Linked DNA regions of Mus musculus: regions 1, 2, 4, 5, 6 and 7 are each linked to region 3. The links are chromatin contacts, called in public HiChIP or PLAC-seq and promoter capture Hi-C maps. All regions are on one chromosome and are shown on one strand. Each heading gives the region's core, a stretch centred on a gene start, on an enhancer-like site or on the middle of the called end of the contact. The rest is flanking DNA. Distances are from core to core; before and after follow the strand shown. Region 1 overlaps Samsn1 (SAM domain, SH3 domain and nuclear localization signals, 1). Region 2 has its middle 35 kb from the start of Gm41474. Region 3 holds the start of Usp25 (ubiquitin specific peptidase 25). Region 4 holds the start of Cxadr (coxsackie virus and adenovirus receptor). Region 5 has its middle 22 kb from the start of Gm31613. Region 6 has its middle 53 kb from the start of Samsn1. Region 7 has its middle 71 kb from the start of Samsn1.

Region 1 (2,915 bases), core at 368-2,867, 1.1 Mb before region 3:
TCTGGTTCCCCACAGCCTTGACTGTTGGCTTCCTGCCAGATCGTTCCTGTCCTCTCTCCCTCTTTTGCTTCATTGTTTTACTCTAGTATGTATCAGGTGGACATATCTAGCTGGCCACGTCTAAGAGCTGCAGAGTTCAAAACAGTGCAGAATTTGTATTCTCTAATGCTAACAGCCACAGTCGATAGGAGATTTACACCCTAGTTCATACTAAGTTCAAACTCTTCCTGCTATGAGCTAGTCCAACTTACTGTATCGAAAGAACATACATCTTTACTGGCAACTTCTGTTAGTCCCTAAAATCTATCATGCAACTAGTGTTTGATAAACCAGGAAGCATATGTAATGTTGGCCCACCTTGATTTTAAGGGAGTCGGTGTCATAGGGACTTGGCGTGAAGTCTGTGTGCACTTTGGCCCGGCCACAGAATGGCCCTGAGTAGGGGCTGTCATCATCCAGTCGGAAGCTGTCCCGATTACTTGTTCCATCTGAACAGCTTGTTATTCCACCTGACAAAGTAAAGGTTAACAGTTTGTAGCTTCCAAGGCTTTTAGCTTCCTGTACCATTACCTCAAACTGGAGCAACGGATGCCAGCCTTATGCAGTTCTCAGTCACATCCCTTCGGAAACCCTGTCTTGTAAGCTAGGTTTGATGCTTTCTTGCCAGTCTGAATACTCTAGATAGTCCTTATTCCAATACCATCTCATTTCAAAATATCTCCTCATTTGGATCTGATCTGCCTTAAAGGGCATTAAACAATCAATGCTCCACTTGCTAAGTTGGAGCAAAGAATAGATTCAAACTTTGACCTTGACAGATAATTTCCGAGTTGGAAACTATGAAAGAATTCAATAGAAACAGTTTAATCATTTTGTGTTGTTATTGATCATAAGTAATCAACACATGACATTTCAGAGTTCCATACAACTTATGTAATTGTGATTAAAAAGTCTTTCCAAGAATTCTTACTGTGTGCCAAAGACCATATGAAAGAAACATCTTTGCCTATAAACATCTTTGTGTGATACTTTTGTTTGCCACAGGGGTGGAGAGGAGAGTTGCCCACATGTGTGAACCTCCAAACTGTCTGGGTGCTTATTTTCTGGTCTCCCTTCCCTTCTGATCTTGAACTTCACTTGAGAAAAATAAAAAGTGAGCAAAGCAAACACAGAGAGCATTCCATCTTGCTCCATTTTGCTTCCCTTCTGTAGTGTCACAGCTGTTGGCAGTGAAAGTGCCTGGCTGTTTCTCCCACACTCACAGGCTCCTCACTTCCTCTTTCAGGTTGACCTTTTGCTGCTCAAGGAGGCAAGAGCGGCAGTTTCACTGCCGTGGATTTTGAAATAAGGCAAAAGTCCTGTAAGTTCCACATTGGGTGTGAATAGAAATGTAGCATGTGAGTGAAACACTATCTCCCCACACCTCCCTTCTGGATTAGTGTACGGGTGCTGGCTTTGCATGGTATGTTGGAATCATATAATTCTTCTCACATTCAGTATCACAACCTTGAATTTGAAAACTTCTAGCAGAACTGGATACTTATGAAATCTGAATGACACACACACTGCATCCTTAAAATGTGTCAGCATTAGCTTTTTACAACAAAATAGCTATTGTATAGCTAATATGAAGAAAATTGAGAATATTCAAAACATCTGTTCTTTGTGAGTCATCTTTGAATAACAGAAGTACTTGATTTAAAAACAACTGGAAAATAATCTTTGCAGAGACATTTGAAAGTCCTGAAGATACTGGACTGGAGCAAAGATAACAGTTTACTTATATAAAATATATGAGGCACCAGCACTATCAGTAGTTTCTTGTAACTGTTGTAGCATAAAATGTAACTGATGTTAAGTAATGTCCTTCTTAGACCAATAGCAGTGTTGATTCCACACTTATAGTTCCTGCTAATCTCCTTTCCCACCCCACTGGCGACGTATCTATCACACAGTATTATTCACTGCACCAGTCTCTACTTACTAACAGTAAATGGAAACGACAGAATTAAGGCAAATGTCCTGCACTTTGCAGAAAAGTAGGAAAAGAAAGAAAGAAAGAAGGAAAGAAACGAAAGAAAGAAAGAAAGAAAGAAAGAAAGAAAGAAGGAAAGAAAGAAAGGAAGGAAGAAAAGAAGGAAGGGCTGGGCAGTGGTGGCACAAACCTTTAATCCCAGCACTTGGGAGGCAAAGGCAGGCAGATTTCTTAGTTTGAGGCCAGCCTGCTCTACAGAGTGAGTTCCAGGACAGCTAGGGCTACACAGAGAAACCCTGTTTTGAAAAAAAAAAAAAGGAAGGAAGAAAGAAAGAAAGAAAGAAAGAAAGAAAGAAAGAAAGAAAGAAAGAAAGAAAGAAAGGAAGGAAGGAAGAAAGGAAGGAAGAAAGAAAGAAAGAACAAATAGAGAGAGAAAGACAGGCAGAAAAAAAGACAAAAAGAAAGACAGACAGACAGACAGAAATGAGTGGGGGAATGAGAGAGGGAGGAAAGAAAGGACAAAAAGAAAAAGAAAACAATCAAAGAAGGCCCATGGGAGAAAAATAAAGAATAGTCGTCTACTTCTCTATTTCAAATAATGTTATGTCTTTTGAATCAAGATAACACTACGTTCTTCAGAGCATAAAAGTTTTATATCAGACTTTGTTACCTAAAAGAACTTTTTGAGGCTACTGGTTATTTCATATTGTTGTTCCACAGGGCAGAGGGAGGGTATAGGGAACTTTCGGGATAGCATTTGAAATGTATATAAAGAAAATATCTAATAAATAAATAAATAGATAGATGAACTTTTTGAGGCATTGCACCAGATCCCTGTAGGCTATAGCATCAGAAATATGTTGTGCTATGTATCACAATCACTAGTAAGTCCATGTATAGTCAAGGCTCTAACCTTTCCAACTTCTCTATTGTCATGTAT
Region 2 (2,971 bases), core at 6-2,505, 1.3 Mb before region 3:
TCTGAGATTCACCAGGTTTGGTCTCATTCAACCTTACCAGTCCACTTATCCCACAGAATAACATATCTAAAGATGATAATATTTGTAGTTCATAGAAATATAGGGGAGTATGTTAGTATAGATAATATTTGCAAAGTTTTAGATAATTTTCAGGTAATCTTTAATTAATGTATAAGAATGTAAAATCCCCAAAGATATAATTAAGAATACATTGAAATGGTTAAAGAAGTCATATGTTCACAATCCTTAGTATCTGAATTTCTAATTCCGTATTAATTCAGTTTGACAATCACTGATTTAGAATAATAAGGAACATAAAATAGAATGACTTGTGGAACTACCTGGATTTTGAACAAACCCTGTCTGTAACGAATCTTCAGCAATCACATATGTGTATGGTGAATGAAGAAAGGGTAAAGTATTTGTCCATGCATCCTCTTGCCTGTAGAGATTTCTTCATTGTGTTTATTATAAAGCACTTAAAATTGTATAGTTCAATAGGTATCAGTTATGGGAGTTCTCTGATTCTTTGGTAGAATTCTGGGGGTTACTTATTTATACTATCATATCATCTGCAAATACCAATATATTGATTTTTTTCCTTTCCAATTTGTATCCTCTTGATATCTTAAGTTCTATTATAACTCTTGCTAAAACTCCAAGTACTGAATAAATATGGAAAGAGTGAACAGTCTCGATTTTAGTGGAATTGTTTTGTTTCTGTCCATTTAATTTGACATTGGCTATTGGCTTGCTATGTAGTGCCTTTATGTATTGTGTTTGGATAAGGAGACTGTATGCCTGATCTCTCCAAGACTTTTATCATGAAGAGGTGTGATATTTTGTTAAAGGCTTCTTCAGCACCTACTGAGATTATCATGTAGGTTTTTTTTTCCATGTTTCTTTCTATGGTGGATTACATTGAATTTCATATTAGTTCATGGATCTCTTAGGTCAGACTTTTTCCTACAAACAAATTTGAAAACGACATATCTTTAAAGTGTGGATCAATACAATACTTTTTTTGTTCCTATCATCTGACCATTTTACTTGTCTAATATTATACCAATAATGGCATCAGAGGCATAATCTTAGGTTAAAAAGAATATAAAGCCTAGCTCAGTGAGACAACTTAATTTTCTTATGTAGACAGCATGTTAATAAAAAAAAAATTAGAACAGGGCTGAGTTGGATGTCACAGAAAGGAGCAGCTAGCTCATGTCAGCTGTGTGTAGTAGATAAGAGTTGCATGAGCAGCCAGCTCACAGCAGCTCTCCAGCTCATGTCAGCTCAGTGGAGAGCAAATAAAAATGAAGTGCTATGTAATGATGTAAGGCTAGGGAGTGACTGCCCCTTGTAGCTAATAAAAACAGAAGCTCACAGCAGGCAGGAGGAAACCTTGATACTTCCACAGTGAAGATTGTCATACTATCTGGCTCTCTGACCAGAGGAAAACTGACTGCCACCCTGGCTGCATGGAGATGAGAGGATCCAGAGGAAAAAGCTGCCACCTGGGACACTCTGAGTAAGGGACAGTTTGAGTGCAAGCCTTTAGGCCACTTGCTCATTGCTCAAATACCCCATGCACGTGTTGTAAACTGACATTAGTCATTGTGGTGATGAGCCAGCCTTGCTTGTGAGTCTCTCCGCCACTTCCTTCTGAGTCAGGCACTCTATGCATGTGTTGTGAACTGATACTTGCCATTGTAGTGAATAACCCTTGAGATCAAACATTATCTGGACTCTGTCTCTCCTTCCCAGCCTTAAGCTGGTCATGGATCATGACAGTTGGCATAGTTGGCATCATTTTACCATAAGGCAAAATCCTGAGAAGGAAACTGGACCCTCTAAGGACCATAGTAGTCCCAATTATTCTAAGTTTCACCAAATTGGTAATGGCCTCTGGTTGTACAAAATTAATTACAGCCCAGGTGCAGAACTAGCCAGAGCTGTAAGGAAGAAAGTGAAAGAAGGGATCACCACCCCAAAGCCTACTGCTGTTGAAGCCAACTGCTGCTGAGGTGGTAGGAAGAGCCAGGGTGCAGGTTGAAGGACCTCATCATTAGCTGATCACCAATACTCTGATCCCAACTGCTGCATTCGAGGTAGAGAGAGTGAAAGGTGCAGGGAAAGAATATTACCAGCACCTGGATGCCAACTGCTGCCTATGTAGCAGGAAGAGGGGAAGGTACAGGAAAACCCATCCGAGAATGCCTAGCCAAATGCCTCATGAGAAGGGCAGATAAATTATTGGAAAAAGTAGTAAGAAAGCTACCCCCAAATTCACTTTGGGTAGTATATAAAAAAAGAAAACTATTAAATCTCTATACTCCCTAGCATATATATTAACATCAGAATGAAGGAACTAGTTAGTGGCTTCAAAACCACGGAAGGGAGTTCAGATGCCACAGATCCACAGAGAGAAAATGGTTTGGAACAACCAAAAGAAACTTGGGTTTAAGGAAGTGAAGATTGAGGTACCTCTAACAAATCCACAAGTAGTAGAGCCACTGCTAGAGCACACGGCTAGTAAAGAAGTCCCAGCAATACTTATGAAAACCATAGTGGACATAGATAAAGACAGCTAATATAACTAAGAAATGGAGGGGCTGGCAAACAATCCCATTAAAGATGTTACTCTAACCCCGGACCTAGGCAAGACAGCCATATCCCTCACAGTGACATCTTGGAAGGTTAATATATCTAGATGATTCATATTATTTGGTAATAGAGATGAGAAGCAAATAGAAATTAGACCATACACACCTCAAGAAATAAGTCAATTGAGCCAAGAATATGCCCATGATGGAATGAAGGATGCATCCTATAAGATAAAGCTCTGAGGAAAAAAAGAGCAGACACATAATGCTGTCAGAACTAGAGATGAGGAAAATTAAGAATATAGTAGAGAAAACCAGCAGTGTATGAAGCTTTAGAGAAAGTTCTAGACACTGCTTGAGACGATGTACAC
Region 3 (2,976 bases), core at 49-2,548:
TGCTTTTCTTGCCGTGGATTAAATTACAGTCTAACTTGTATGTGCACTGTATTATTGTATTTGTAACCCTGTGCTCATTAATCTACCCTCCCCTGGGTCTCGGTCTTACTCTGTCCCTAGTTTAGCTGGTGCAATTGAAGATATTTTACTTCCAGGTTTCTTACTTACTGTTAGGCTTTTCCTCCAATTCCGTTTACAGTAGACTATTCCACATACGGTAGTTAATCGTTTGTTTAATTTGGCAACAGGGATATTAGAATTATGCATCATCTAGGCAGTGATTCTTTCATAATGTTGTTTGCCTTATGTCTATTCATTTAGATTCTCTTCAGTAAATAAACCTTAAATCCCCAGTCTAGCAGTGACTGTCACACATTCCAGTGCATGAAATAAACACAGAATGTCAGTCCTGATGTATGTAACGAATAGTTGAGAAAAGTACAGTCCAGAAGGACTTCTAACAGCGTTCTGCTTATTTGACTTTTTTCTTCCAGCAGGTTCATGGCTTGTGAAATTCCTAGAAAGGCTTGGGTGACATAGGAAATAGCTGGAGTTCTGGGCCCGCCCAGGTTTTGGGACATTACAGGTATGGAAGGACGTTGATTGTTTTGGAGACCGTTAGACAGGAAGGTGATCTGGTATACCGTCCTATGGCTCTAGCCTCGACTGGGGGTCGGGGGGTCGCAATGTCAGAGTTTAGCAAGAGCCTTAAATGGTGCACAGTAACCTGCAGGATGGGCGGTTCTGGCCGTCCAGCCCGCGCGCTGAGAGGAGCTTAGACGGAGGGCGGGGCCCACCAGGGGGCGGGGCAGCAACACAGCCCCTCCTTCCGCTCCCGCGGGTCACAATGTAGGGTTAGGACGGGTGGGGCGGGGCAGAGCGGGGGCGGGGCAGGAGGGCGGGGCGGGGGCGGTGACCGCGGCGAGGGAGGGGCTGGAGGCGGAGTCGCGGCGGCCGGAGGACAGCGCCATTCCGGGTGGCCGCTCCCTCCGTCCGCTTGCCGCCGGCCCGCAGTGGTCCCCCCGGAGCGGTCAGGCGAAGCTGAGTGCGAACGCGTGACGCGGCCCGGCTTGATCGTGCTCTCCGTCGCCTGCGCCCATGGGCCGGGCCGCCGCGGCTCAGCGGCGCTGAGGATCGGGGCGCAGAGGACCTGAGGCGGCCGCGGTGGCGCTCTCCGGTAGCGTCTCGCCGCTTGCCCGCGGGGCCCGCGTTCGCCCGCCGCCATCGCCTTCGCGCCCGGCTGGCGGGGGCGCCGTCCTCCCGGGCCGTCCGCGTCGCTGCCCCGGGCCCGGTAGAGCGCGACAGGCGGGGCCGCCGCGGGGGCCATGACCGTGGAGCAGAATGTGCTGCAGCAGAGCGCGGCGCAGAAGGTGAGGCGCGGGCTGGTCGCCGCTCCTCGACGGGCCGCGTGGCCTCCCGGCCGGCCGGGCCACTCCGGGAGCGTCGCGCTCGGTCCCGCGGGGCTGCGTGCGGAGCGGGGTGTGCAGTAGTGAGAGGCTTCGCGTCCACTCCCTTCTGCGGATTGCTCTCCCAGAACCGACGGCGCCGCGTCCCCAGAGTGACCCCCGCATTCCTCCAGTACTCACTCTGCCAGGCTTTGTAATTAAACTTTCTTCTCCTTCGCTTCCTTTTCCAGTCCCTTTTCTTCTGCAAGAATGTCACTTGTCACCCCTTTTGGACAGTTTCTCTTTCGGAGGTCTTATTGTGCCAGGCCTGCTGTTCTGGGGAAAAAAAAACCGGACCTCCCCAAAACGAATTACCTGTCTTCCAGGGCAGGTACATCGCATCGACCCAGGGTGGAATCTGTACAAGTAGAGTGTTTGGTTGGTTATTCTTTCTTTTCTTTATTTTATTCTCTCTTGGATCTAGAAAGTATCTCGCGCGTAAGGAGACCTTTATGGCTGTTACTCAAATCTTTTGTCCCCTAAGTTTGACCTTGCTCTCTTGTTCGTTCTTTACTCTAGCATCAGTTTCACGCAGAGTTAGGGGGGTCATCACATATTGTTTCTCGAACAGTATCTTGCTAGTTCTAGGTTTTACTTTAAGAATCTTTAAAAGCTCCAGCATAGCTTGCTCCATGTCCTGAAGAGCAGACGGTCATTACTTGTTCTGCCCTCCCCCCTCCCCCCTTATTGGTGTGAAAAGCATTTTGAGCACCGGGGAAATGTTGGCTTAGTTGAATTCTAATTGTAGGAGCAATTAGGTATACAGTGAACAGCCAGAGCCTCCTTTGGCTCATCGGTGTGAGTAATGGATGCCACACCCTGCTGTAGTTTTGACACTAGGTACTTGCTGTAAAGCCTACCTGTGCTTGTCTTTAAAGTGAGGCCTGTTGTACTAAAAAATAGACCAATACCTTCAAACAGCCCCCCCCCCCCGTTTTTTTCTTTTTGTCATTAAAATAGTTTTAGCATTTTATGTTCCTTGAGATAACCAAAGATGTCAGAGAATGTTGGAAAGTAGGGATAGTGCATTGTTATTTTAGACACTTTGGTTAAAGTTGGTTTTGGAGCCTATTTTAGTCTATGCTTCTTGCACATTGAGACGATTATGGTGAACTGTGATGTAGTTTGTAATGTGGCAGAAGAATTCAAGACTGAATAACAATAACGAAGAAAACAGTTGGCCTCCCAATTCTGTATGTTGTTCCTAGAACACTATAATCTTTAGATGTTGATGTTGAATGTGTGCTGTAGTTTTGGTTGGAAGGTCATGGGATCTTTGGCATGTTAAGCAATAGGCTCAGTAGCATTTTCTTTATACTCATTTTGCATTTTAAAACGTCTTTATCTCAAAGTGGGAAAAGTTGCTGTCTTTTTTGCTTCTCTTAAACTTCAAGATTGCAAGGACTTTATGGGTTTTGTCTTTCGTTTTGACTAAACCACTTCTTTGCATAGTCAGATAACTACCTTGATGGCTCAGAACTGTATACATAAGTCTGTAGAATCAAGAATCAAATTACTGAAAGTTAACTTT
Region 4 (3,277 bases), core at 401-2,900, 1.3 Mb after region 3:
CCCTCCCCCGTAGGAGCCTGTAGCCTTAAGTCTGGTTATTCTTCTGTCCCAGTTATTGTTCTGTTACTATGAATAGACACCACGGCAAAGGCAGCTCTTACAAAATAGGGCATTTAATTGGAGACTTGCCTACCGTTTTCAGTCCATAATTATCATGCAGGGAGCATGCAGACAGGCAATGATGCAGGTATGAGGCAGATGAAGCTGAGAGCCTCATCTTGATCGGAAAGGAGAGGAGGTGGGAAGAGGCAAGAGAGAGCCAGGATCTTATGGGTGTTTTGAAACCTCTAAGCCTGCCCCCAGGGATTCACCTCCTCCAACAAGGCCACACCTACTCCAAAAGGCTGCAGTACCCAATCCTTCTAATCCTTCCAAATAGTGATTAAGCATTTAAATATATGAGCCTGTGGGGACATCCCTATCACCCCCTACACCTGCCTTCTCTCTTTTCTCTGGTTCAACAAGCAACAAGGCATTCCCAATATTCCTTTATTAGTCCCTACTTGCTGAGCACTATGTGCTCTGTGGGGGGGGGGGCAAGCATTTTTTAAAAAAGATTTATTTATTTTTATATATTTGAATACACTGTCGCTGTCTTCAGATATACCAGAAGAGGGTACTTGATCCCATTACAGATGGTTGTGAGCCAGCCACTATGTGGTTGCTGGGAGTTGAACTCGGGACCTGTGGATGAGCAGCCATTGCTCTTAACTGTTGAGCCATCTCTGGACCTACCAAGCATTTTTTTTTTTAATGCACGATTTCACTTTCACTTCTAAATAACTTGCCCACCAAGACCCCTAACTCTTGGCCATTACGCTGGTTTCTTCTGTTTTCTACCTCCTAATATGGGGCTCTTGTGAATTTCAACATTTCTAACAGTTAAAAAAAAAATCTGGGAAGAGCAACCAAGAATAGTTAGCAAAGGCAAGTCTGAGGATAACAGCTTGGGAGAGCTGCAGGGCGGGATTGCACTGGCTTTTCAAATTCCTAATTTCCAAGAGCCACTCCCGTTCACTTAGCCATCCCCAACCGGTCCCACTTTTAAAGTTCTTTTGTCCCTGTGGGCTAACTTCAGGGCTGGAACGACTCATAATCGCAAGGAGGAGAAAAGCCCCAAGTATTTGTTAAACCTGCCGCCTCAATTTATAGGTCTAGTGTATACAGGGGCGGAAGAAAAGCCTCTCCTGAGCCTTCAATAGGAACCTAGCCATTCAAAAAGAAGGCAAGATATTGGCGGGGCTCTCTGATCGCCCTTGGAAACACGGGTGCCAGGAGGTCCCCACCCCTGACCACAGGATGCGGTGACTGCTGGCTAGTGGTGTGTCGAAAGAAACCTAGCTCAAGGTTTAGGGAGAGGGAGCAATTCCGGCCTGGAGCTGGGCTCTGGGGAGGAGGGCGTGACTGTTTCAGCAGTGAGACTGGCTCGCTGCTTCCCAGCTCACAAAGCGATTTAACCAGGAGTCGGGAGAGCTGGAGGTGGCTGCTAGCGCAAGCAGGTGTACAGCGCGCAAGACCGCTGGGACTGGAAGGTTCCTTAGAGGGGAGTGGGGGTGGGGAGGGGGGGTGGGACGCGGGCTGATCCCAGTTTCCATGGCAACCCCAGGGCGCCAACACTGTGGGCTCTTGCTTAGGGGCTCCCGGGTGCTGCCGGAAGTGACGCGTTCACCTGCCGAGCTGGGGCGGGGCGCAGAGGTGCCTTCGCTGCTGCCACCGCCGGGAGCCAGTCGGGAGTGTACCAGGCTCTGGGAAAACCAGGGCTCCCAGCCGAGATCGTTTACCTGCAAGCCACGACCCGGCCGGCAGCTACCATGGCGCGCCTACTGTGCTTCGTGCTCTTGTGCGGGATCGCGGGTGAGTTGCGGCACCTCTCCGTCCCAGTCGCTTGCGCTCCCAGCTCGCGGCCTCCCGGGAACAATGGGGCGTGGGGGGAGGGGGCGGCTCAATTTGGGGGGCGCTGCCGTGGTAGTGGCGGATGGGCACCCATGCACAGGGTGATCTGCCCCGGACCACGCGCGCCAGCCCGGAGAATGCATCGGTCCCCGGGAGCGGCGCAGGGGGCGTGAGGCGTCTGGGAGGCAGCGGAGCGGGGACCCGATCGTCCGGTGGCGGTGGCGGAGGCTCGCCCAGGGGCGTGTGGGGCGCGCCTCCAGGGCAGCTTACCCTGGGGACCATTTGGCTTTATCTGCCCTTGTCTGTTTCCCGCGTCTGCCTGGGTGTTGTGTGCCGCCAGCCTTCCCCGATTTCCAAGCTCCGGGCTGCGAGTTTTTAGGTATCGGGTAGTCCAAGCCGGGGAGGCTGAATTACCAACGCCATTATTTGAGAGAAGACTGAGCCGTTCGGTGTCAGTCGCCCTGGCTACCTTTAGGAAAGAAGCACCGAAGCTGCTGGTTTTTAGTCTCAAAGAACAGGCTAGCTCGACCCAGCAGCTCCGAGACGAGGTATTAGGAGCCGAAGGTCTGAAATCGCTGTTGGGGAGGAGTTAGCCCGGGTTTGTAATAAGTTGATTTTTTTTTTTTTTTTTTGTATGATGATTGACGTTCAGGTGGTGAGGCGTGTGGTGGTAGAAATCGCCCAGTACATCTTTCAGCTGCAGAGCGTCTCTTTCAGGAAATAAGGCATTAAAAAAAAAATGCCTGGACCCCAGGACGCATACGCATTCTAGCACTTAGAAATTAATCTTTTTCTAAGTGTGTTTTTAACAAGTCGGTCTCATTTCCTAATACTAAGCAATTGGAGGAATTTTCGAGCCAAGTGAGTCATGTAAAAGATTTACACGTTCAACTCTGGGAAGCACGCACGCGCACACACACCGTAGCCTCCGAAGAGGATTGCTTAGGATTGCGGGAGTTGGGAAGGTTGTTGGATCTGCCTCAGCTCTACTGGGATGGCTCTCTCTGCTTCCTGCTGAAATGTTAATTCCATTGTTGGATGCCACAGCTGTGGACATTACTCATGGGATCAACATTCTATTAACAAGTCTAATCTGTGGAGCTGAGGCTACCACACCGCCTCCACCTCCACCTTTTTTTTTGGATACAGATCTTTTAGGCTTGGCTGAAATTTCGAAATTAAATCTTGTGAAAAACAGGAAGGGTCGTTGAACCAGTCTGCTCGGTGAATCCCACCTTTGTTTGGTAAAACAAACCGAAGTTGAATACATCCAAAGCAGAAATTGGAGGAATGAAGAGGATGCAGGGAACTATCTTCCTCTTTTTTCTTTCTTATGAAGTAATGCTTTTTCCCCCTCTTCCTCTTCTGAAATACCTCTCTGGTG
Region 5 (3,241 bases), core at 469-2,968, 1.2 Mb after region 3:
AGATGTATGTCTTCGGAGAACCCAATGAGGTGCAATTTGCAACCTCCCCTGAACGCGCAGTACCCGTGACGGCCAAGAGATGTCGCTGTTCTCTCTCAAAAAAAAGCCACGTTGCCCACTGAGCTCCCAAAATAACGCCTATGAAACTACTAAGCCATTTGGAAATTGACGTGATCGCCTTTTGCTCAAAGACAAAAAATGAAGGTTGAAAGTTAATGCAGCATTCTGAGGGGGCTACTGGGAATAGAAGGGTGGGGCGGGGCGGAAAGGAACGTAAAGACGATCAACACAAAGTGGGCTGTGAAAACACAGTAATCTGTTACTTGCGGGCTGAGTTTAATGCTACTAATAAGGATTATATTCTCATGAAATTTCGCAGTTACCTAAAATTCTGTTAGATTTTTCTTTTTTCTCTTCCAAAACTGAGAACCCTATGCCAAATCAGGCTTCCGGTTTTTGTAGTAATTTTAAGAACACTCAGTGGCAAATTAAAGTAGTGTTGAGACAGACAGACGTTGAGAGAGAGACAGAGCGAGAGAGCGAGTACCTTCAGCTGGTACTTATCACGAAGCCTGATCTGAATTCAATCCGGGGACACATGACAGGAAGAGAGACTCACACCCCACACCCCACACCCCACACCCCACACCCCATGCACACGAGCACACACAGGTGCGTGTACAGATGCACACATGGAGGCCAGAAGTTGATGGCCAGCGTCTTCCTTGATTGTTTTCCACCTTCTATAAGGAGGCAGAGTTTCTCACTTGAGCCCAGAGTTTGGTGACTGAAGTAATCTACCTAGCTAGCCAGCTTGCTCATTGACACACAAACACCCATGCAGAAGTAAATCAATCAATAAATTAAAAAAATGTAAGAAAGAAATGCGTAGATGATGGATGGGTAGATGGATGGATGGATGGATGGATGGATGGATGGATGGATGGAGAGAGATATAATAGATAGATAGTAGATAGTTGATTAGGAAAATTATAAATGAGGAGGCTGTTTCTATCTGTGGAAACAGAGGAGCCTTCTACCCCTGTCTGCTTTACTTCCTTTTCCTCCAGGGTATCAATATCAACTCTACGCTAGCCTCAAATCCAGAATCTTTCTGCTTCCAAAGTGCTGAGCCCAGCATCAATGTCAACCCCAAAACAGCTGAATATGGAGGAAAAGCCATTCAAGGAGGGGGAAAAAAATAAATCAGTTTAAAACTTTAGCTTTAAAAATTCAGGTGTGAGACTCTGAGTTTGGCCCCTGACTGTGCAAAAAGCTCAAAAGATAAAAATGAAAAGAATCACCAACCAACAAAATTGTGCCTCACTTAATCTTTTTCATAACTTCTCTTTTTCTTTTCTAGCATAAGGCGTTTTAGTGCGGGCTTCGAGCCTCCACCAAATGATCACATGGCCGTTACTTCCTTACTCAGAGAAAGTTAATCTTTAGTAAGAAGGGCAAATATTTGCGGCAGATAAAATGAAACACGTTTCTTTTTGTACTTGCCTGGAACTAATTTCAGTAAGAAAAATTATTTTAAGTTATAAGCTCACAAACACGAAAGGAACAGAGGAAGTGGTTAAAGATTACTGTCCACAAAATACCAAAACAATACCAAATTCTTGGTACTGTGAAAATAATAAGAAGCCAGTGGTAAAGTGACTCAGATGTCGGCATTCTGTGCTCTCCTAACAGCTTGGAACAGACAAACCCAACTAGAAACATATGCACTCACGTCACAGAAGATATGAGGGAGGGGCCAGATTCGTGTCACCAGAGAATGTGGGGGCTCCAAACAAACTGGGTCACTTTACTAAAACCTTCATTAGTAGGCTTTCTGTCCCTCCCCATAATCCACACTGGCAGGTAGCTTCATGTACAGAAGAAAGCGTGGGCTTCCTGCTGATTCTAGACGTAGATGTTCAATGAGTCTACATGCAAAAGAGCAAGCTCTCTAGCACCCTGAGGACACTGATGGCTTCTGCCCTGTCATGTGACACTATAGAGACGACTGGGAAGCTCCAGTGTGTGTGCGCGCGCGTGTGTGTATGTGTGTGTGTGTGTGTGTGTGTACACATGTGTGTACATATGTGTGTGTGTGTGTGTGTGTGTGTGTGTGTGCATGACAAAGACACCAGGGGTCACGTGACACTATAGAGACGACTGGGAAGCTCCAGTGTGTGTGTGTGTGTGTGTGTGTGTATACACATGTGTGTGTACATATATGTGTGTGTGTGTATGTGTGTGTGTGTATATATATATATATATGACAAAGACACCAGGGATCATGTGACACTATAGAGACGACTGGGAAGCTCCAGTGTGTGTGTGTGTGTGTGTGTGTGTGTGTGTACACATGTGTGTGTACATATATATGTGTGTGTGTGTGTGCATGACAAAGACACCAGGGATCACGTGACAAATGTCTCCAGCATATATAGAGATAGATATGTACCTTTTTTCTCGTGTGCCCAGTCATAATCCTGACATGGTACTAACTGATGGCCACATGCGTCAAGCCTGCAGCACTTCAGCGTCCCATGCTTTCTAAAACCAACATAACTTCAAATAACTCCCATACAAATCCCGAAGTTGGAACAATGAACTGTTGCATCCTTTTTATTCCTATCCCCAAAGGCTACCCCCCCCCTTTTTCTACGTATGTTTTTTTTTTTTTTTTTTTTTTTTTTTACCATTTGTCTTTCTCTCTTTGTGCCACTATTAGTCGTTCACTGAACCTTCTATTTTTAATCTTGGGCTACATGTGTGCATGTGGTCACACATATGAACATGTGCTCACTTATGTCCATGTGTGTAGAGAACCCGTGTTGGCATGTGTGTAGAAGCTAGAGTTTAACATTAGGCATCCTTGCTCTCTGTTCATGTTATATACTGAGACGGGATCTCTCCCTTGAACCTGAAGCCTGCCCTTCGAGCTAATGTAACTAGCCAGTATGTTCTCTGCCTCTGTCTCCCACATGCTGGAACTGTACGCAGGATGCCACGCCTGCCTGGCATTTACTTGGTTGCTTGGAATCTGAACTCCAATCCTCATAGGTGTGTGGCAAGCACTTTACCCACCGAGTCATTGCCCAGCTCCCTCTCAAATTCCAAAAAGAAAGCTTCAGATGCCATGTTCCCTCGCACAGTGTGTAGCGTGTAGCTCCCCAAAACAAAACAACTTCAGATTTTGCTAGAGTCCCAAACAGTCTTTCTTTCCTTTTGCCTCCAAGAGTGGAGC
Region 6 (2,950 bases), core at 257-2,756, 1.2 Mb before region 3:
GAAACAGTGTTCTGCTCTTGGGCATACATGGGATCCCAGAAGGTCCAAGATATCACAGAATCTGCTAAACCCAGCTTTCATTCCTTTATAGTTTTTACATTTGTAAAATATAACACAGAACAAAACTAAGTGTTGCAAATGGACACATGAGAAGTTTTCATGATGCAGATGTGGAAGTGGGGTAATGGAAAGCCCATATACATTCTTTGTAACATGTTAGCATTTTGATAGCCCATGGAATCTTATGCCCCAATGTGCACAGGCTCCATATATATGCAAATACTCACATTAACAGTGCCTTCTTAAGGGATTCTCTGTTGCCCATTGCTCAATCAATTGAGGCTCTGTCATTTGTGAGAAACCAAGGCCCATGACACTAACAATCCCAATTTTAATTTTTCATTCATTAAAATAAATAATAATTTATATATTTAATAATTCATTCTTAAAATTATTCCTTTCATGTCCAAGAGTGTTGAACCAAGGCTGAGTGCAGTATTGTGTCTTTCTGAACTGATCAGGTGCAAACAATGAAATAATGTGTCAGGTAAAACTTATGAGCTGAGTTCTCTATGAGCTGACTCTCTTTCATTGCTTCTGGACAGCAAAATTGTTCTTTAGATCTCAGGCCATTTATGTATGAAAAATTTCAAGATACTATGAGTAAATACCTGTATGATTATACAGTGATTACTGCTTCTATCTTTCGACTAGAACTTAGTGGGGGGAAATGAAGTTGTATATATAAAAATTGTAGTGGCTTTCATACAAATACTACCTGGATTGTATTGAGTACTTCATATATACATCCTATAATTTATACCACTTTTAGATTTAAAAAGATCACCTTTTTGTGATAAATGCTTGAATATTGTCACACAGTTCTTGAAAGCAGATGACTCAACTCCATAACCTTTAGTTTATAGGCATACATACACAAAGAGTGTGCAGAGGAATTCCGCAGTTACATGGAGGTTGAACAAAATTAGGGTTAGTTCTATTTGATTTCCCACAGCTCAAACACCTATCAAAGTAAACCTCTAGCTAGGTTTTATTGACTAATCTCTGAAACTTTTCATAAATTTAGTAGGGCCACTCCCTCTATCAAGAGTATTGGAAGCCTCAATGCTACTTAGATAGGAGCGCTTTTGGTGGCAGTATAGAGCAGTGCTGCGTAAGAGGAGGGGTTATCTAAAATGTCATCATATATTGTTCTCAGAACCTAACGCTTACAGCGGAAATTTCTCAACATTAAATGTCATCATTTTGCCACACTCAGGAAGTTGCAAAACACGTAGCTATAACCTCAGTGCAATGGAACATGACTGAAACCTAATAGTCAGCTACTGAGCACTCTTTTTAGTTTTCTTTCCGTCGATCTCTCTTAGCAATCTGATTAAAAAAAATAAAAAGTCACTAATAACACACTTTAGTTAAAGATACTGTTCAGGTTCATACATATCAGTTATAGAGTTGATGGAAAACCAGAACCGAAATGGTCTGAATTTTGTATTTATCAAAAAACAAACAAAGTAAAAAACCTGAACTTGATCTGATGGGGCAGGCCTGTAATTCTAGTAACTCAGGAGGCAGGGGCAGGGGGATCACAAAGAATAAGGCCATTCTGAACCTTATGTAGACAGACAGACAGACAAGAAGAGACAGAAACAGTGAGAGAAAGACACACACACACACACACACACAGAGAGAGAGAGAGAGAGAGAGAGAGAGAGAGAGAGACAGAGAGAGACAGAGAGAGAGACATCGAGAGATAGAGAGGCAGAGAGGCAGAGAGAGACAGAGGGGCAGGAGTGATACAGTTCTTGCCGTATATATACATGCTGTAGGATTTAGCCCCAAGGACTGAATATTGCTGTTATATTAGAACATTTTATTTATTTAATGGGAATAAATTTTCTCTAGCCTTCTCTACTGTCAGAGCTAAATTTGCTAATATCAGAAACCTCTGGGATAAGTTAATCGCTGCATACTAGAGAGGGTTTACAGCTGTATAAAGCTACCTGGGAACTACTAGCTCAAACAGCTAGATTCTGCTGTCTTCCTGATGCACATTCTTTGGTCCAAAAGACCTTTATTGAACCAGTTTAAGTAATGAATGTGATTGGGCAACTTGCCAGGTTTGAACCTTCAGAACCAATAAGAATATCCTGTAAATATTAACTTCATGGCTTTCTGACTCTTCTCATCTGCTCTTAAAGAGCCCAGACTTTCTTCTAGAAAAGGCAGCAGGACATAGAGTTTTGCATAAGGTCTTTCTTGCTTTTCTGCGTTGCTCCAGTCAGTGCTCTGTGTATGGGCAGTGGGTGAGAACCTGATCTCTTTCTTCTGATTTGACCTCTTTGGCACTGATCACACTGATGCCAGACTCACTCCTGTAGGTGTGTCCTCATCAGCTCTTTCTCCTGGCTACTTAACACTTCTTCAGTTTTGTTTGTTTATTTTGTTTTTGTTTTGTTTTGTTTTGTTTTTAACTTTTCTCTTTTCTCCCTTTTGTAAGAACTCAGACTTTCTTTGCTTGTATCTCCCCAAAGCCTCTTTAGAATATCCCTAAATCCTCAACTGGCATGAAACTTTCATTTTCAAGGGATAGAAATTGGGAAAAAGTTTTACTCATTAGGAATAGACTGGCATTGTTTTGTTATTCTGTAGTTACTTTCCAATCTAGAATTTCCTCGCCTTGCCATAAAAAAGTTACGTTCTTTTAAACAACATGAGAGAGTAGGGGTAGGGCAGTTTAAAAATTAATGACATTAGTGCCTGTGCTGTGTCCAAGAACAGTTTCTAGACTAGTCTGCTAACAGTGGTCACCACAGTCAGGAAAACACCGGGTTTGCTGGGAAGGAAAGAGATGCACATGCAACACACTTGATGTGGGGATGTTGGTGAGATTAGGTGTGTTAAAGATGCCGGAGACTAAAACTATTGGGTT
Region 7 (2,921 bases), core at 367-2,866, 1.2 Mb before region 3:
ATGAGAAAACATGGCAGAAAATGAATCTGCACTGAAGGCATCCAAAGTCTAACAGCAGAGGCAAGTCTGAACAGCTAAGAGCTTCAGCGAAGATTGGAGAGTATCCTAGAGATAAAAAGAAGACTTTCTGATCAGTTTAAACGTGATGTGCCCAGATCCCACTGGAAAATCTGAAAGCTGTCTCCCTACAGTAGAGGACAGGGTAATGAGGCAGGAGTGGTAAATTCGTGGACTGGAGAATTAGGTAGAAATGGACCGTTTAAGGCAGGTTAAATGAATGCTTGGATCTCATCCAGAAAGTACATAAGAGGCAAGGAAGGAAGGGTTCTTAAATTGGACTGTTGTATTATCACAGTGGGATTGGAGAATCTCTCTCTGAACAGAGTAGAAAAGATAGAGTGTGGAATTAGAACGATTTTTATGGTGCTATTGATATTGATTTATATATATATATACATATATATAATTAGTATACACACACACACACACACACACATATATGTATATGTGTGTGTATATATATATACTGATGTAGAGGGGGAAAAGGGAAGAGAATACATGTATTGCCTATATTCCATCACTGATATCTGTTGTAACTGGATGAGTGAATGCATGTAAAATATGAGGGAGAAGAAAGTTGATTCTGGATGGATGATGGTATAACCTAGTTCTTTTGGGTAGGTAAGATTGGAGATTCATGTGTAATATATTCAATATATGGGGTTGACATTTATGTGACATAGTAAAATCACTGGGTTCTAATGATTAACTAAATATTTAAACAGAAGATGACCAAGAAGCCATATATCTCAACTTTGCTACAAGTACGAGAATGAAGATTTTAAAAATTCTACTACTAAGGTTGCATTCTGTCTAGATCAACTTAAACAGATTTCAAAATTCCCTGCCTGGATGGCTCCAATGGACACACAAGACAGAGTGTGACGATTTAGTGGCATAGAGCTATTCATTTCAACCATTTTTGTATAATGCAGTAACTTAAAGTGCTTTAAATTTTTCCAAGGCTCAGAAAATATCCTGTTTGAATTAAACTGAAGTACATGAATATTTTGCAACAGTTCTATTGAGAAATAATCAGCACCATACAAGATTTATCATTTGAAGATTTTTTTTTGGTTGTATAGGTGGTTATGTGATGATACATTTACAGGACTATAGGTATATATCAGAGCAAGAAAGTTGTGTCAGATGCCCTAGAGCTTGACTTACACATGGTTGTGAGTCACCAACCATAGGTACTGGGAAAGGAACTCAAGAGTGCTACTGGCTCTTAACCACTGAGCAATCTTTCCAGCTGAGAGTCTGCCTTTTAAAATTAGAAGTTACAGTCTATGACATCATCATATTCCTGGCGTCTCTCTCTTAACACAGTGTTTACAAGGTTCACCTGCTTGTAGTACCGGTACCAGACTCCTTCCACAGCCTTCGTAATTTTCCATTGCAAGATTTTGGCCCATTCATAGGTGGATAGAGATTTGGGTTGTTCTTCATTTTCACAAAGGTGAATAATGTTACTAAGAACTTGTGTGACTATGCTTTGTCATGGGACTTTCTTTTTCAGTTATCTTGTGTAATACCAGGTATTGGAATTGCTGAATCATTTCAAAACTCTGTCTTCACCTCTTCTGGAGGAACTGATAAAGTATGTACACCATTCTACGTTCCTATCACAGCGCATCCAGGTTTTAGTTTTCCCTCTTGCTCAGCATCTTTTCCTTTAATTCTAGCTGTCCCACCTGATTGGAAGTAACATTTTAATGGCCTTCTGATCTGCATCTCCCTAATGTCCAGTGTTATTTAGTGTGCTTTTGTGAACTCTCGGGTCATTCATATATCCACTTTGTAGAAATATCTGTTCAAAATTTTGTCCACTTTTAATTTAAACTTTTAACTTTAATTTTTAATAATGTGAGTTTTCCCTGTTATTGTGGAGTAGCTTGTTGGAATCTACTAGGTGTACTTGTATTTATTTAGTGATATCAAATGTTTATATGTTCCTGCGGATATGTAATGTACATTTTTTTCCTGTACCTTATAGTCTATTTTCACTTGGGATGGAATGTAGACACCATGTGACTGAACAACATTTAAATATCCATTGTCTCCAGTTGGGAGACAGAGCCCAAACAGGACATCTCTTGTCTCCTAACGAAGCTTTCAGTATTTGGATTTGTGTTATAGCTAATTGAGTTGTTGGCCAAACGGATCTCATGGGAATCCCTAAACAAGCTAAGCTGTTGACAAAGCAATAGGTAGCAAGGCACCACTGCTGCAGAAAACACCTATACAAAGAAGTCAGGCTGGTGCCTACATAGAGCTTCCCTGCTAGCTCTAGTTTCTTTGGTATGGAAGGATTCTGAGTGCTATGAAAACAGAAACGTAAACACAAAGCCAGCCACAAAACTTTTGCTCTACAGCTGTGACCAGCCTGTGAGATATGCTTCAGGAAAGGTGACATAAAGCTTATTGAAGTAACCAACCAATACTGATCTGACTTAAGGGCCTGCTCCACGAGGTGAAGCTTATACCAAACATTACTTGGGTGACCAAGAAAGGGACAAGAGAGCCTGTGGATATGGGGGGAAACAAAAGACTTTTCTTATAGAGATAGTTTTTCAAATATGACTCTCTCTGATGACTCTAGCTTGTGCCAAGTTGAGATAAAAATAATCTGGACATTACCTAGACTGCTGTATGTAATCCCAATGGACCTGTTGGTTCTCCAAATTGGACATTGGTAGAATTTTTACTTTGCCCTGTCATTAATTCCCTAGCTCAGAAAAGCAGAAATTTATTCAGGTCTCCTCAGAAAAAGTCTCCTAACATTATTTTGAGGTGTTTGTTTGTTTTTATAGTTTCTTAATGATTGCTTTGAGAATAAAAGTTAATATCTTAACTGC

What was found. Promoter capture Hi-C pulls out the DNA fragments that hold promoters and counts their contacts. HiChIP or PLAC-seq counts read pairs in DNA pulled down with a chosen protein or histone mark.
Region 1: a contact with region 3 is called in an H3K4me3 HiChIP or PLAC-seq map of pro-B cells, with 5 times the contacts expected there. The contact joins the enhancer-like site here to the promoter of Usp25 in region 3. A contact is called at or near these places in 9 of 39 promoter capture datasets (the C10 cell line, the HPC-7 cell line, frontonasal cranial neural crest and 4 more), 1 of 484 Hi-C or Micro-C datasets (myeloid progenitors) and 2 of 115 datasets of contacts at active chromatin or transcription factors (pro-B cells and thymic regulatory T cells).
Region 2: a contact with region 3 is called in a FOXA1 HiChIP or PLAC-seq map of pancreatic cancer cells. The contact joins the enhancer-like site here to the promoter of Usp25 in region 3. A contact is called at or near these places in 8 of 39 promoter capture datasets (the 3T3-L1 cell line, the HPC-7 cell line, HPC-7-derived erythroid cells and 5 more) and 1 of 115 datasets of contacts at active chromatin or transcription factors (pancreatic cancer cells).
Region 4: a contact with region 3 is called in an H3K27ac HiChIP or PLAC-seq map of stem cell-derived epiblast-like cells, with 18 times the contacts expected there. The contact joins the promoter of Cxadr here to the promoter of Usp25 in region 3. A contact is called at or near these places in 4 of 39 promoter capture datasets (cranial neural crest, hippocampal neurons, liver and 1 more) and 6 of 115 datasets of contacts at active chromatin or transcription factors (astrocytes, embryonic forebrain, embryonic limb bud and 3 more).
Region 5: a contact with region 3 is called in a promoter capture Hi-C map of liver, with 3 times the contacts expected there. The contact joins the enhancer-like site here to the promoter of Usp25 in region 3. A contact is called at or near these places in 5 of 39 promoter capture datasets (the C10 cell line, frontonasal cranial neural crest, liver and 1 more) and 1 of 115 datasets of contacts at active chromatin or transcription factors (astrocytes).
Region 6: a contact with region 3 is called in an H3K27ac HiChIP or PLAC-seq map of thymic regulatory T cells, with 6 times the contacts expected there. The contact joins the enhancer-like site here to the promoter of Usp25 in region 3. A contact is called at or near these places in 3 of 39 promoter capture datasets (cranial neural crest, hippocampal neurons and neutrophils), 2 of 484 Hi-C or Micro-C datasets (LSK cells and myeloid progenitors) and 1 of 115 datasets of contacts at active chromatin or transcription factors (thymic regulatory T cells).
Region 7: a contact with region 3 is called in a promoter capture Hi-C map of neutrophils, with 6 times the contacts expected there. The contact joins the enhancer-like site here to the promoter of Usp25 in region 3. A contact is called at or near these places in 5 of 39 promoter capture datasets (the HPC-7 cell line, HPC-7-derived erythroid cells, cranial neural crest and 2 more) and 1 of 9 other capture datasets (embryonic stem cells).

Annotation. Positions count from the first base shown.
Region 1 is chr16:75,876,069-75,878,983 of GRCm38.p6, forward strand. It overlaps Samsn1 (SAM domain, SH3 domain and nuclear localization signals, 1), which reads right to left. Exons shown (of 8, transcript NM_023380.2): 5 at 358-509. Among named protein-coding and RNA genes, the nearest start is that of Samsn1, 32 kb to the right of the region's middle. Within about 2 kb of position 1,618, at least 87 of the 459 cell types and tissues checked have an H3K27ac peak or open chromatin away from gene starts, as enhancers often do. A contact at or near this core is called in the HPC-7 cell line, myeloid progenitors, pre-B cells and 2 more, where this site is marked.
Region 2 is chr16:75,716,341-75,719,311 of GRCm38.p6, forward strand. No RefSeq gene overlaps it. Among named protein-coding and RNA genes, the nearest start is that of Gm41474, 35 kb to the left of the region's middle. Within about 2 kb of position 1,256, at least 55 of the 459 cell types and tissues checked have an H3K27ac peak or open chromatin away from gene starts, as enhancers often do. A contact at or near this core is called in pancreatic cancer cells, where this site is marked.
Region 3 is chr16:77,012,771-77,015,746 of GRCm38.p6, forward strand. Usp25 (ubiquitin specific peptidase 25) reads left to right here and starts at 1,299. Exons shown (of 24, transcript NM_013918.2): 1 at 1,299-1,370. The coding sequence starts at 1,326.
Region 4 is chr16:78,300,021-78,303,297 of GRCm38.p6, forward strand. It overlaps Cxadr (coxsackie virus and adenovirus receptor), which reads left to right and starts at 1,651. Exons shown (of 7, transcript NM_001025192.3): 1 at 1,651-1,854. The coding sequence starts at 1,812.
Region 5 is chr16:78,198,888-78,202,128 of GRCm38.p6, forward strand. No RefSeq gene overlaps it. Among named protein-coding and RNA genes, the nearest start is that of Gm31613, 22 kb to the right of the region's middle. Within about 2 kb of position 1,719, at least 48 of the 459 cell types and tissues checked have an H3K27ac peak or open chromatin away from gene starts, as enhancers often do. A contact at or near this core is called in liver, where this site is marked.
Region 6 is chr16:75,854,390-75,857,339 of GRCm38.p6, forward strand. No RefSeq gene overlaps it. Among named protein-coding and RNA genes, the nearest start is that of Samsn1, 53 kb to the right of the region's middle. Within about 2 kb of position 1,507, at least 95 of the 459 cell types and tissues checked have an H3K27ac peak or open chromatin away from gene starts, as enhancers often do. A contact at or near this core is called in myeloid progenitors, neutrophils and thymic regulatory T cells, where this site is marked.
Region 7 is chr16:75,836,620-75,839,540 of GRCm38.p6, forward strand. No RefSeq gene overlaps it. Among named protein-coding and RNA genes, the nearest start is that of Samsn1, 71 kb to the right of the region's middle. Within about 2 kb of position 1,617, at least 29 of the 459 cell types and tissues checked have an H3K27ac peak or open chromatin away from gene starts, as enhancers often do. A contact at or near this core is called in neutrophils, where this site is marked.